Regions from separate parts of the Arachis hypogaea genome. Here all the other regions are linked to region 2. The links are chromatin contacts, called in public Hi-C maps. All regions are on one chromosome and are shown on one strand. The core of a region is the stretch at or near the end of the contact, and the rest is flanking DNA. Distances in the headings are between cores, read along the strand shown. Region 1 holds the start of LOC112771751 (cytochrome P450 71A1-like). Region 2 holds the start of LOC112772809 (protein FAR1-RELATED SEQUENCE 5-like). Region 3 holds the start of LOC112770944.

Region 1 (3,891 bases), core at 44-2,543, 180 kb before region 2:
TCTAAAGTAAACATTATAATAATATTGTATTTATATAGAACTTACGTTCCAAATATTAATGATAAATAATATACTCTAAAGTATATGACTTTGATGGCTCCTAGTATTTTTCTATGATTTATTTCAAGTAAAATAATTAATTCAAAATTTATTCAATTTTACAAAAGTTTACTTTCAAAAACATCCCAAATTAAAAACACAAAATGAGTCATTCTATATATTATGCTGATCCTATATTATGAGAAAGGAAGATAGAAGAAACAAACCACTAGGATTGCTTTGAGATCTTCTCTAGTGAACTCAAATTCAAGCATACCCATCTCTTGAAGATGAAGAAGTATAGCCACAAAGTCTTTGTTACTATCATCATCATCATCATTGTTCGTCTTATTTTTCTTGTGCTCTTCAATTACTCCTTCCATGAAAGCATCTACTGCTACAGAAGTGGCATTAAACTTGGAAGTCAAGCCTCTAACAGCATCAACCCAACCCAATGAGGGGAAGAAATCACCAACACAAAACTCACCGAATTGCCTCACCAACTTCCTGCCAAGCTCTCCAAAGCTTCCATGACCACTAACTTCTGAGAAATCAAAGTTTTGTCCAAGAACACATCTTGAAACGATGTTGTACGATGTAGCAACCAACAACTCACTAAGATTAATCACACAAGATGATGATGAGACTTCTCTTGAGCACGCTTCTTGGATGGTAGCAACAAGTTTTGCAACCTCATGTTGTCTTACAGGGAGAAGCGATTTAACTTTTTTGGTACTTAGAAGTTTAACAACACAAACTTTTTTTTTCTGTCTCCATGCTTCGTTGTAGGGCGCAAACGCTATGTCTTTGCAGCCATAGATACAGATATTTCCGGCCGTCGTTCGAGGGCGGCTCGCGAAAACAAGATCATGGTTTTTGATGATTTCCTTGGCCAAATCTGCAGATGAAACCACTAATGCTGGGATTTGCCCTAACTGAAGGAACATGAGAGGGCCATGCTTGTTGGAGAGTTCTTGGAAAGAACGGTGTGGCAGTGTTCCTAGTTGGTGAAGGTTTCCAATGAATGGTAACTTTGGTGGTGATGGTGGAAGATTTATAATTGATTTGCTTCTTCTTGTGATAGTTAGATTAATCACAAGAAGGATGCTAATAATGATGGCAACTACTATTGAAAGGTAGAGGGTTGAGTTAAACTTATCACATGGGAATTGTTTTAGAATAATGGATACAATAGTTGCCATTCTTAGCCTCCTCCTTCTTTCTCCCTCAATCTCCGTTTTCATATATATATATATACATTAAACCACGTGTTGGAACTCTCCATGTATATATATAAGTAAAAGGTGGAAACTCATGAAATTAATATTTAAAAATGGTTAAATAAATTAATAAGTTTGATTAAATTATTATTTAATAATTTTTAATTATAAATTTTATATAAAAATAATTATATATAAATATTTATTTTAGTAAAAATTTATATGTAACTTTTTTTAATTAAAAATAATAATTAAAAATTATTAAATAATTTAATATATTTTATTATATTATAATTAAATAATTTTCAACTATTAATTTCATTTAATAATAATTTTACATAAAATTTTTTTTATTATTATTGTCCTCGTAGTTTTTGTTTGAACTTTTAATTTTGTTAGTAAATTATTTATACCAATATATAAAGGGGATACGAAAATTTAGTTTTTAATTTTTTTTTTATTTTACTCTTATTTCTTTTTTATTAAAAAATGACTTTGTCTCACGATTGAATTTAAAAACGGATTAGCTTTTAGTAAAAAACTACCATCATGTACTCAATTCTTTTTGTTCTTTTATAAAAAAAATGGTTTTACCCCATCACACAGTTTAAAATTGATTCATTTTATTTCAAGTAATATAAAACTTAACATATATTCTGATAATTTATTTTTGTTATAAATTCAATTTTGATTAATATCTATGTTCTAATCTTTAAAAAATCTAAAAATGGAAGTGCATAATAATGAAGCTGTCCAAGTAACAAACATCATAATAATATAATTGGTTGTTAACAAAATTAATTAAATTAATATACACAGTTTATATATTTTTAATGTATATGGTTTAACTTTAAAAAAAATTTACATATAATAGAGTACTCTTTAATCAAATAATATATAAAGTTATTAAAATTTGGTGTCTAACTTTGTAGACTTGGTGTATTCTTACGCAATTCATTTCATAAAATCTATCACAATATATAAAGGATAAAGGAAATAGAAAAGTTTGGTGTCCAATTTTCACTTTTTCATCTTTAACTCTACTAATAAATAATAATTAATATAACTGTCATGTTAAAAATAGGTCAAAAATATGATTATCAATTAATTTTTTTTTATTTTTGTTACATCTACCCTTTTATTTTATATATAATTTTTATTCATGTTGTTTTCTTTCTTATTTTACGAAGTATATGAGATACTCTCTATATCTTTCTTCATTTCATGAAAAAAAATAATGATAAATATAAAAATTAAAAATTTTAAAAGAATAATATCTATAACAATATATATAGGGAATAAAAGAATTTTGTGTCTAATATCCGTTTTTCTATCTTAACCTGTTAAAATTTTGGTTTTTTCATTAATGATATATGTTTGTAGTTTTATACCCCTATGGATGTGCGAATCCTAATGTGAATATTCTTACGGAACGAATCTGTTACGGCCTGGCCCAAGTAGTTTACGGGCCGGCCCGACCCGAGCAGCACCCGACCCGAACGGTCGGGGGAGATGCTCAGATTCCGATCCGGACACGCGTCCCTGACAGCTTTGCCACAGCTGTGCAAGGGAGGCCTTGAAGAAGGTGGGCCTGTCCCTACAGGGCCCACCTCTGACACGGTATATATGGGGAAGGACCTACCCTTCCCCCAAGGTACGTCACATACCAATCACCCCCCTTTTCGCCTGCACATCCCACTGACTTGAGCGTCGGAGTGTCTTTGCAGGTGACACCCCCTTCCACATCTAAAGAGCTCGGGACCTCGCTTACCCCCCCCAATCCGGAGAGGTACGTCCAGTCGATTTCTCCCCTATTGACCGGGATACTCACCCGACCCGTCTGGTATCCGACCTACCGAACATTGGTGCCGTCTGTGGGGATCATCCATGGACTTCGTACTGGTCCAAACTGGAACAGGCCGCGAGGCTGAGCCCGGAGGGGACGCCGCTGCGACTGCTTCCCAGCAACATCCGAGGTCCCCTCCGAGACACACAACACAATCCCATGAGAGACGCCCCTTCGGGGGAACTGGCGACAACTACGCCAGAATAATGCAAGAGCTACGCCATAGGATGCAAGACTTGGAACGCCGGCTGGCAGGCAGGGAGCACGACCAACACATCTCAGAACAAAGCCACTCCCACTCTCACTCTAGGAGCCACTCCAGACGCACGCCCAGCTCCCAGGCTGAATCTGAGAGCGCCGGGGAGAGAGGACATGCGAGAAGACGCCATGACCCCGTCATTTATGCCAGACATCAAAGGCGGCATACTACAGATCGAGCAACCGAAGACGCTCGTCGGGAGGACGACGAAGGAAGAACGACGAGAACACGGGGACCCGTGATAATGGGGGCGACCCCATTTCATCGTTCCATACTCGAGGTCCGGCTGCCAAAATATTTTGACAAGCCAACGGACATGAGGTACGACGGAACGCAAGACCCGCTAGAACACCTCACGGCCTTGAGGCCAGAATGAACCTTGAGGGAGTGGGAGACGAGGTAAGGTGCCGCGCCTTTCCGGTCACCCTGGCGGGCGCAGGGCTCGGTGACCGGCTTCGCGGACATCAGCCATGCCTTCTTAGCCCAGTTCACAACAAGAATTGCAAAGGCGAAGCACCCGATCAACC
Region 2 (3,684 bases), core at 925-3,424:
CGGATGATTCTCCCAAGAGAAGTTGATGAATATGAATACCTCTTGGGATGCGTGCACTGTGAAATTGTCCAGGGCTCACTACTGGGCATGTCGGGTTTTGGCTTATAACCAACAGATGAGCTCATTGGCCGTAGGGCAGGTATGCATCATTTGTATTTGTATATATTGATTGAGTGTGCATCTTGTCTTTGGCTTGCCTTGCAGAATAATTGTATCCATATGCTATTTGATCTAATTGCCTTATCTATTCTCTTTATTTGTGTATTCTTTGTATTGTTTTGTATGTGTTTGAATAACTGAGAGATCCCTTATACCGGCAGTAGTGACGCTGAGGTTGTTTCTGATGTGGTGATTTGGAGGTTTGTGGAAAACTGAGAATAAAAAGATAGATTAGAATCCTTAGACAAGTTGCCATTTTCTAGTTTAGTGAGAATCCTAGGCTTGGATCAATGAAACTATGGATATTAAAATTGCCTTGAGAGTTCCTGTTATCTTATATTGTATTGATTCGGCACTTTTACCCTATTGGGAACCTGGTGGTTTGGTTTCTCACCCATATATTATTTCTGTTTTTTAGATGCAGGTCCCGACACTCTTTAGTGAGCGAAAATTTTATCTAGAAGATGGCAAAGAAGACTTCTGTTTTTGTTTTGATTTTAGATTCTCTCATTCTTTTGGAAATACTTATATGATGTATTTATTTTAAAAGACTTACTTTTAGAGGCTTATGATGTATTTTTTGAGAGATAGGATATGTATGTCAAATTGTTTTACTGTTGTACCTCTAGCCGGCCTAATCTTCATGGGTCGAGACTAGTAGATATTTATATATACTTATATATATCTCTTTACTCTTATTCTTTCTTCAAACTTTTAATTATCTACTTATTTCGACGCGCTTACGTATGTTATCTGTAACGACCCAACTTCTAGCGCGTCATAATTGCACTAAAAGTAAGGTGTTACTAACCTGTTTTCTTTTATTATCTATTTAATATTAAGTCTTTCCATCGATATCACATTCCAACCTTCAGGAAAACTGCAGAAAGTTTTGTTTTTATTTATTAAAATCATATATCAAAGATCTCCGAGTAATAATAATTACATAAATACTAATAATAATAAAAGTTATACAAAAAATCAAATAAAACTCAGATACAACACATATCCCTCTGTATAAAGTAAAAGCATAAGAAATAAGAGTGAGGGGACTCTATAAAAGCAACTGAATCATAAATAAAATTAACTACTCGTCCGCAGCTCCATATTGAGTCTTCAAACCTGTGTCATTGAAAGGGTGAAAATTTTTGGGGTAAGAACAAACCACTTGTTCTTAGTAGAGAATGAGAATGCTGTAAAAGTAATGAATCAAATGCAAATAATTAACTTACTCAAGAAAACTGTTTTATCAAATCTTTGAAAATACTTAATTTTACTTTAGATAATTAATTATATTTTTTAAATTTCTAATCTTAAAACAAATCTCAATCACAAAATTAGTCATATTAACCATCTCTCAGCCACATAATTAACTTTCAATCACAACATCAGTTCTTTGTCACCTCAATACATAAATTAATAATACAAGTAAGAGACCCAATTCAACACATAAATAAGTTATAATAAGACAAACAACACAATCACAGAAAAATAAAATAAGCAAACACAACCAAATGCAAATGCGCAAACATTATGATGCATGTTTGTCCTAAGCAGGTCATGAGCTCACATGTTGGTTTACACCCTGCAGCCTGACATTACCTAGGAACTAGTCCTAGATATGGTTTTCTATTGTGTTCTTCATGCATATGTGTCGGTGGTTAAGAATACCACTCCTTCGTGACTACCGGCAGTTGGCGCAAAGCTCGACGCCATAATATACAAATAAGGGGAAACAACGATTCTCAGTTTGTGGGCGTCCCCGAGACCATCACACAACAAAACAACGATCCTCAGTTCGTGATTTTTTTCCAAGATCAACACACAACAAAATAACGATCCTCAGTTTGTGGGCTATCACTACAAAAAAAAAAACGGTATAAAATTGTATCAACATAATGGCAATTTTAAAATACTACTGTTATATTCATAAATTGAGGCGGTTTGTGTAGCTGCCATAATTTGCTTGTGTAAAGCGGCGGTTTTTAGTGAATTTGGTAGTTTTAAATGCCAGTATCTCATTATCTGCTTCACTAACATAAAAACTAACTCTTGTATTTCACTAATAAACGCTGTGCTACTCAATCTATCGAAACTCCATTGCAATTTGAGAACCAAGAAGAAACTCCATCGCAGCGTGAGATCTACGATCTCATCCACGACGTTCTCCTTTGGCGGCAAGCTCCTCCATCAATGTTTTTTTTCCAGCTGCAATCTCCTCCATCAAAGTTTCCTGCTCCACCATGTTGTGCTCTATGAAGCTTCTCCTTCTCCATCTTCGTTGAACTAGGTTTATATACAAATCTGTATTCTCTTCTTTTAATTACTCATATTTTGTATTTGCTAATTGTTACTACTTCTATTTCTTTAATGCTAGGTTTTGATTTTCTCTTTGTTAGCAGAAATTGGGGGTAAATTCTTCATGAAATTCCTTCGATTTTTTTCTTACATGCATGTATACAAATTTGCATTCGTTTCGCGGTTTTGATTTATAAATATGCTCTCGGTTGGTGCTTTACTGATTTGCATAACACGTATTTGATAAATTGTTTGAATGCTTATTTTTTTATCTATATATTTGTTCAATCATTGACATATCTCTTTTTCAAACATATTAACAAACTCTTTTATTAGCTTGAAACTTGTTTCTGTGCTTTGTTAAATTATTTGCTTTAAGGAACAATGAAACATCATCTGCTTTTCATTCTAAGCTTTTGTGCTTTGTTCAATGTGTTATGTAGAACCTTATAGAAGAAAATATGTATCTTGATAACATAATCAAATTAAAGATATTTTAAAAATTGATATACACCATCTTTTGGAAAGTTCACCAAGTCAAAATTTGGATAATGCTTACGCTAACACTGTTGAAATACTTTGGTGACATAAGTGATCATGATATCTGAGAGCCAAAAACAATTGTTATATAAACTGTTAACAAATTGGATAGTTCTACGGCGCTAAGTGCCTAAAATTTCAGCAGCTGCTGAAATGAGTTGTCATGAGGGAGAGAAGGACGGGTGTGGTGTTGGGTGCAATATGCGCAGACAGGATGCTGTTGACATTAGATGGAGTATTGTGTTAAGCTGAAGTTATGGTTAATGATGATTAGATGTTTGGGTTGGACTTTTTTGTGAATATGGCCGTTTGTGGCATTACTGATGGGCTTCGGGTTTATTGTCAAGGGAAAAAAAAGATAGAACAACTTTTGGGGGAGGTTGGACCAAAAAGTCAACTCCGTGTAATGGCTTAGGCCAAAAAGATAGAACAACATACCTTTGAATGATCTTTTATCATCGTTAATTCAAATAATAATGCAATAGTATGGGCCTCGTAAGAAAATGAAAATGCAAAAATATTAATAGTAATAATATCATGGGCCCAAATGGCATTCTTTGTAGCAATATGTTTGGATATTGTATTAGGAGTAGTATTGAATTTCTGTTTCCCTTTCACTCTGGATGGTACAAAGGAAAAATAAAGAGGTTACAGTGATAAATGGAGCCTTAGGGTTAAGACATTTAG
Region 3 (4,069 bases), core at 1,244-3,743, 220 kb after region 2:
TATAAGGTTGCGAGAACCGAACCGGTCATTAAACCGGTCGAGTAGCTGGTTCAATAGTTCAAGGTCCAACCGTGGTCCAACCATGGTCGAACCAGTTTCATTAAATATAAAATAAAATTATTAAAAATACAATATAAATCTTTTAAAATTTAAATTCAATCATTCATATAATAATAAAATTTAAAATTTCATAACCCACCCACTAACTAAACTATATCTCATCTCATCATTAAAATTCTACATTCAAATTCAAACATCAAAATTTATAACTAAAACAAATCATGGCATAAAATACTATATCCACATTCCATCAACAATCACCAACAATCAATAATAATGTCAACAATTGCTTAATTAGACAAAACTCACTCAATTAATGCCAAATTACTAATTAGAAATAGCTATGAACCAATCTCAGCAGCAATATTTTTCCAAGATGTGCAAAGCAAACCATCCCCTGCCCCCTGAAAATCCTAAAAGGAAAGAGATTTACCAATGATTGACCAACTTCTATTTTAACATTCAAACCTTCTAAACAGTTCTAAAAAATTGGTACAACCTCAAAGAAGAAAAGTCTAAAACCCAACTTCATGTTTCAGTTGCAGTTACAACTTATAACATAGCATACCTTCAACGAGCATAAAACAAAGGGACAAAACAGAACCAAATTACAAATTACAAATATACATACAGCAGTTACAGCAAAATAAAACCTCAGCCATTACAGCAATTACAGCAAAATTACCCAAACTCCTTGTTAAGGCTGTTGGCGGCAGCATTAGTACCGGCCTTATCAGAGGCACCATATTTGGAAAAATCATCCTTCACTCGCTCCAGAAACGCAATAGGAACCTGCCTTCCAGCAGATTTATCCGCAACAACACAGTAAGCTGAAAAACGACAATGCAGCATTTCAAATCACTCAAACACAATGAGAATTCCACCCTAACAATCATCTGAGCAAAAATGCATACGTATGTACACAAAATTGAATCAGAGGAAAACAGATCTAGAGAGAAAAAGAGAGGAACCGACTGAAGCCATTATTGAAGAGGAAGCTGAAGGTGTGGTTGTCGCAGTTGTAGGTGAACTTGTTATTGGAGGAAGGAAGCTTCTGGAGACACTGGAACGACGGCGAGGAGAACAGGGCTGAGTAGATGTTCGCGACGTCGAGCGACAGAAACGTTCGGCGGCAACGACGGCACCCTCGGGCTCGACGACGACGAGGACAGGTCCGGGATTGACGACCTTCTGGCGACGACGACGAGGATAGGACCGGGCTTGACGGCACCCTCGGGCTTGACGACGCGGGGAGGAGAGAATACCTTCGAGAAGCTAGGATGGCAATCACTGGTTGTCACCGCCGATAGTGGCGGGAGCTGATGGGGGCTGAAAAGCTTGTTGATTTTGTTCTGATAGGGGTTAGGTTGGTCAATTTGAGGCTTTGGGCGTTTGTGAAAGATTGAAGGTGGACTGAGGTTTTTTTTTTTTTTTATCAAAACAGCGCCGTTTTGTGTAGATTAGAGCACGCAAACATTTTCAAAACCCGGCCGGTTCAATCGGTTCAACGGTTACGTCGGTTCGACCGTTTTTAACCGGTTTTTACAAAACGGTTTTAGATGTCAATCGGACCGGTCAGATGATCGGTTTTCGGTTAATCCGATCGAACCGACCAGTTCGGTCCGGTTTTCAAAACACTAGACATCGATTACCCACTCTAACCAATATTAACATGTGGATCATCCACGTGTCATCATTTTAAGCTCAGTTAAACCATAAAAAGCTATTATCAACAGCATCATCCACTCAATAATCAGTTAATCACAATTAACCAAAAAACCTTACCTCAGAGCTTAATTTGATAGTCACAGAATTTTAGGGATAAAGGCAGTTAGCAGAAGCAGCAACAACTCAGGCAGTTTCAGCAGTGACATGGACATCGGCTACCACTACAACTCACGCCAGCAGCTCCAATAAGACAGAACAGAACCAGCGATGCAGCCCGAATCCGGTGAAATAGGGGTGGTGGAAGAGAGAAGGCAGAGGTGACGGCATTGGAGCAGGTTCAGAAGCAGAATCGGCAGTGGTTCCGGCAACTTCAGCGGCAGCAGTTCCAGCAGACAGGGACGGCAGGCGTGGTAGCAACAATGGCAGAGACGGAGGCAAAATGGTGGCTTTGAAACAACAAGCAACAGTGGCGGCGGCGGTTTCTCCCGGCGACTCTTCCTCTTTCTCGAGCTCGCCTCTCCTCCTTCTCAACCTCCCTTTCTCACGGTCTCACTTCTCCTCTGCTATCCACGACTCTTACCTACGTGCAACAATAACAATACCGCCAACACTTCCACGCCACTCCCTTCGACCTTCCCTCTCGGCCTCTGTGTTAAAGCGGATACTCCAATGAAGTTATCCAATTTGTCTTCCGATGTACTTTCATCCAAGACCATTGGATAGATTTTGATAGAAAAATGAAAACATCGTGTAAATAACTAAATATGGATTAATTTTGATTGGATCAACATACTATAAAGTAATAAGTGTTGGAAAATTACTCTTAAAGGCTTTGTTTGGATATAGGAAAGAAAATAGAAAGAAAGAAAATAAGAGGAAAGAAAATGAGAGGAAAGAAAATAGAAGGAAAAGTAGAATTATTTGTGTGTTGTTTGGATGAAGAGAAAATAAATGGAAAGAAAATAGAAAAAATATTTTCTTTTGTTTGGATGAGAAAAAAAGTGAGAAGAAAGAAAATCATAATGATATAAAGTTACATTAATACCCTTATAATAAAATAAAGTATAAATATTTTTATTTATTTATGTTTTATTGTATTTTATGAATATTATAAAATATTATAATTTTATAAATTATTTATCTAATACATATATAATGTTTAAATATAAATCTTTATTATAATAATATATTAAAACTATTAAAACTAAATTTATATTAATAATTATTAATAATAATAGAATTAGGGGTAGTATTGTAAATATACCAAAAGTAACATTATCCTTCTTGTTTTCTTGCTTCTAATGGAGAGAAAAAAATTTTGTGGGACCCACACCAAAATTTTCTTTTCTTCCCATTTTCTTTGGTATCCAAACAAAAGAAAATAAAAATTTCCACTCATTTTCTTTCCACCACTTTTCTTTTCTCTTATTTTCCCTTAATCCAAACATAGTGAAAGAGAAAAAAATAAATAGGTTCTTGAACTTTTTATTCGAAGATATTTTAGTCTTTCACGATTTGAAAATATGAAAATATCATTGACCACTCAAAACGCTTGATATATGGATTCTTCCATTTAATCAGCTTTCTAACATCAAACGAATATGTCTGATGTGGCACCCATGTGTTTATTATAGAGTGATGTATTCGTTATGTTGTCGATGCGTCATCTTTCCATAAGGTTAGAGGACAACTAGGTCCTTATGCTCCCAAAACAATGTCATTCTGGGAGCTGCCCTAACTCTTCAAATTGGGGCCAGACGCCATTGCAGCCCTATAGTTAGAGGATTTTTTTTTTGTTTAAAATTGTGTTCTATTGCCAGTGAAGGAGGTTCTTCGAGCACGCAACGAGTCCGATTGCAGTCTAATATTCATTGCATGGAAGATGGAGACGAGAAGGATGACATTGCTCCAATATGCAAATGTGGAGTGTATGATAAATTGTACAAGTTCAGGACGCCAACTAACTCCAATCGGTTGTTTTTTGGGTGCCCCTTCTTTAAGGTAAGATGGTTATGTAAAGATTGATTAAGTTAGAAAGGAAGCTTGTTTATTTACAAAGGAAGAAAAAAAAAACTAATTTGTTGATTATTCTTGTGTGTTTGCTAGTAACTTGTGTTGCTGTTGTTGTAATTAAGTCTTGAAAAATAGTCAATTAAAGAAGCTATGCATTGTTGTTGACTTATTGTGATGAACTATAGTTTGAGTTCACAGAATTTAGTTATGTTTATCCATTAATGAATGATAATATTTTGTTGTTGTTATATAGTGTGTTTAAATGGCTATATAATATTTTGCTGATGGTCTAACTATGTGAATTTCATTAAATGTTTTGGTTTATTAA

Evidence for each region. Hi-C and Micro-C count contacts between places; a contact is called where the count stands out from the background.
Region 1: a Hi-C map of leaf shows a contact between it and region 2, with 2.8 times the contacts expected there. The contact joins the promoter of LOC112771751 here to the promoter of LOC112772809 in region 2. A contact is called at or near these places in 2 of 8 Hi-C or Micro-C datasets (both in leaf).
Region 3: a contact with region 2 is called in a Hi-C map of leaf, with 4 times the contacts expected there. The contact joins the promoter of LOC112770944 here to the promoter of LOC112772809 in region 2. A contact is called at or near these places in 4 of 8 Hi-C or Micro-C datasets (leaf and an unstated tissue).

What each region holds. Positions count from the first base shown.
Region 1 is chr18:115,566,920-115,570,810 of arahy.Tifrunner.gnm2.J5K5, forward strand. It overlaps LOC112771751 (cytochrome P450 71A1-like), which reads right to left and starts at 1,294. Exons shown (of 2, transcript XM_025816562.2): 1 at 267-1,294. The coding sequence starts at 1,283.
Region 2 is chr18:115,749,397-115,753,080 of arahy.Tifrunner.gnm2.J5K5, forward strand. LOC112772809 (protein FAR1-RELATED SEQUENCE 5-like) reads left to right here and starts at 2,175. Exons shown (of 4, transcript XM_072223923.1): 1 at 2,175-2,449.
Region 3 is chr18:115,969,143-115,973,211 of arahy.Tifrunner.gnm2.J5K5, forward strand. It overlaps LOC112770944, which reads right to left and starts at 2,494. Exons shown (of 7, transcript XR_011875816.1): 1 at 1,846-2,494; 2 at 1,036-1,412; 3 at 746-890.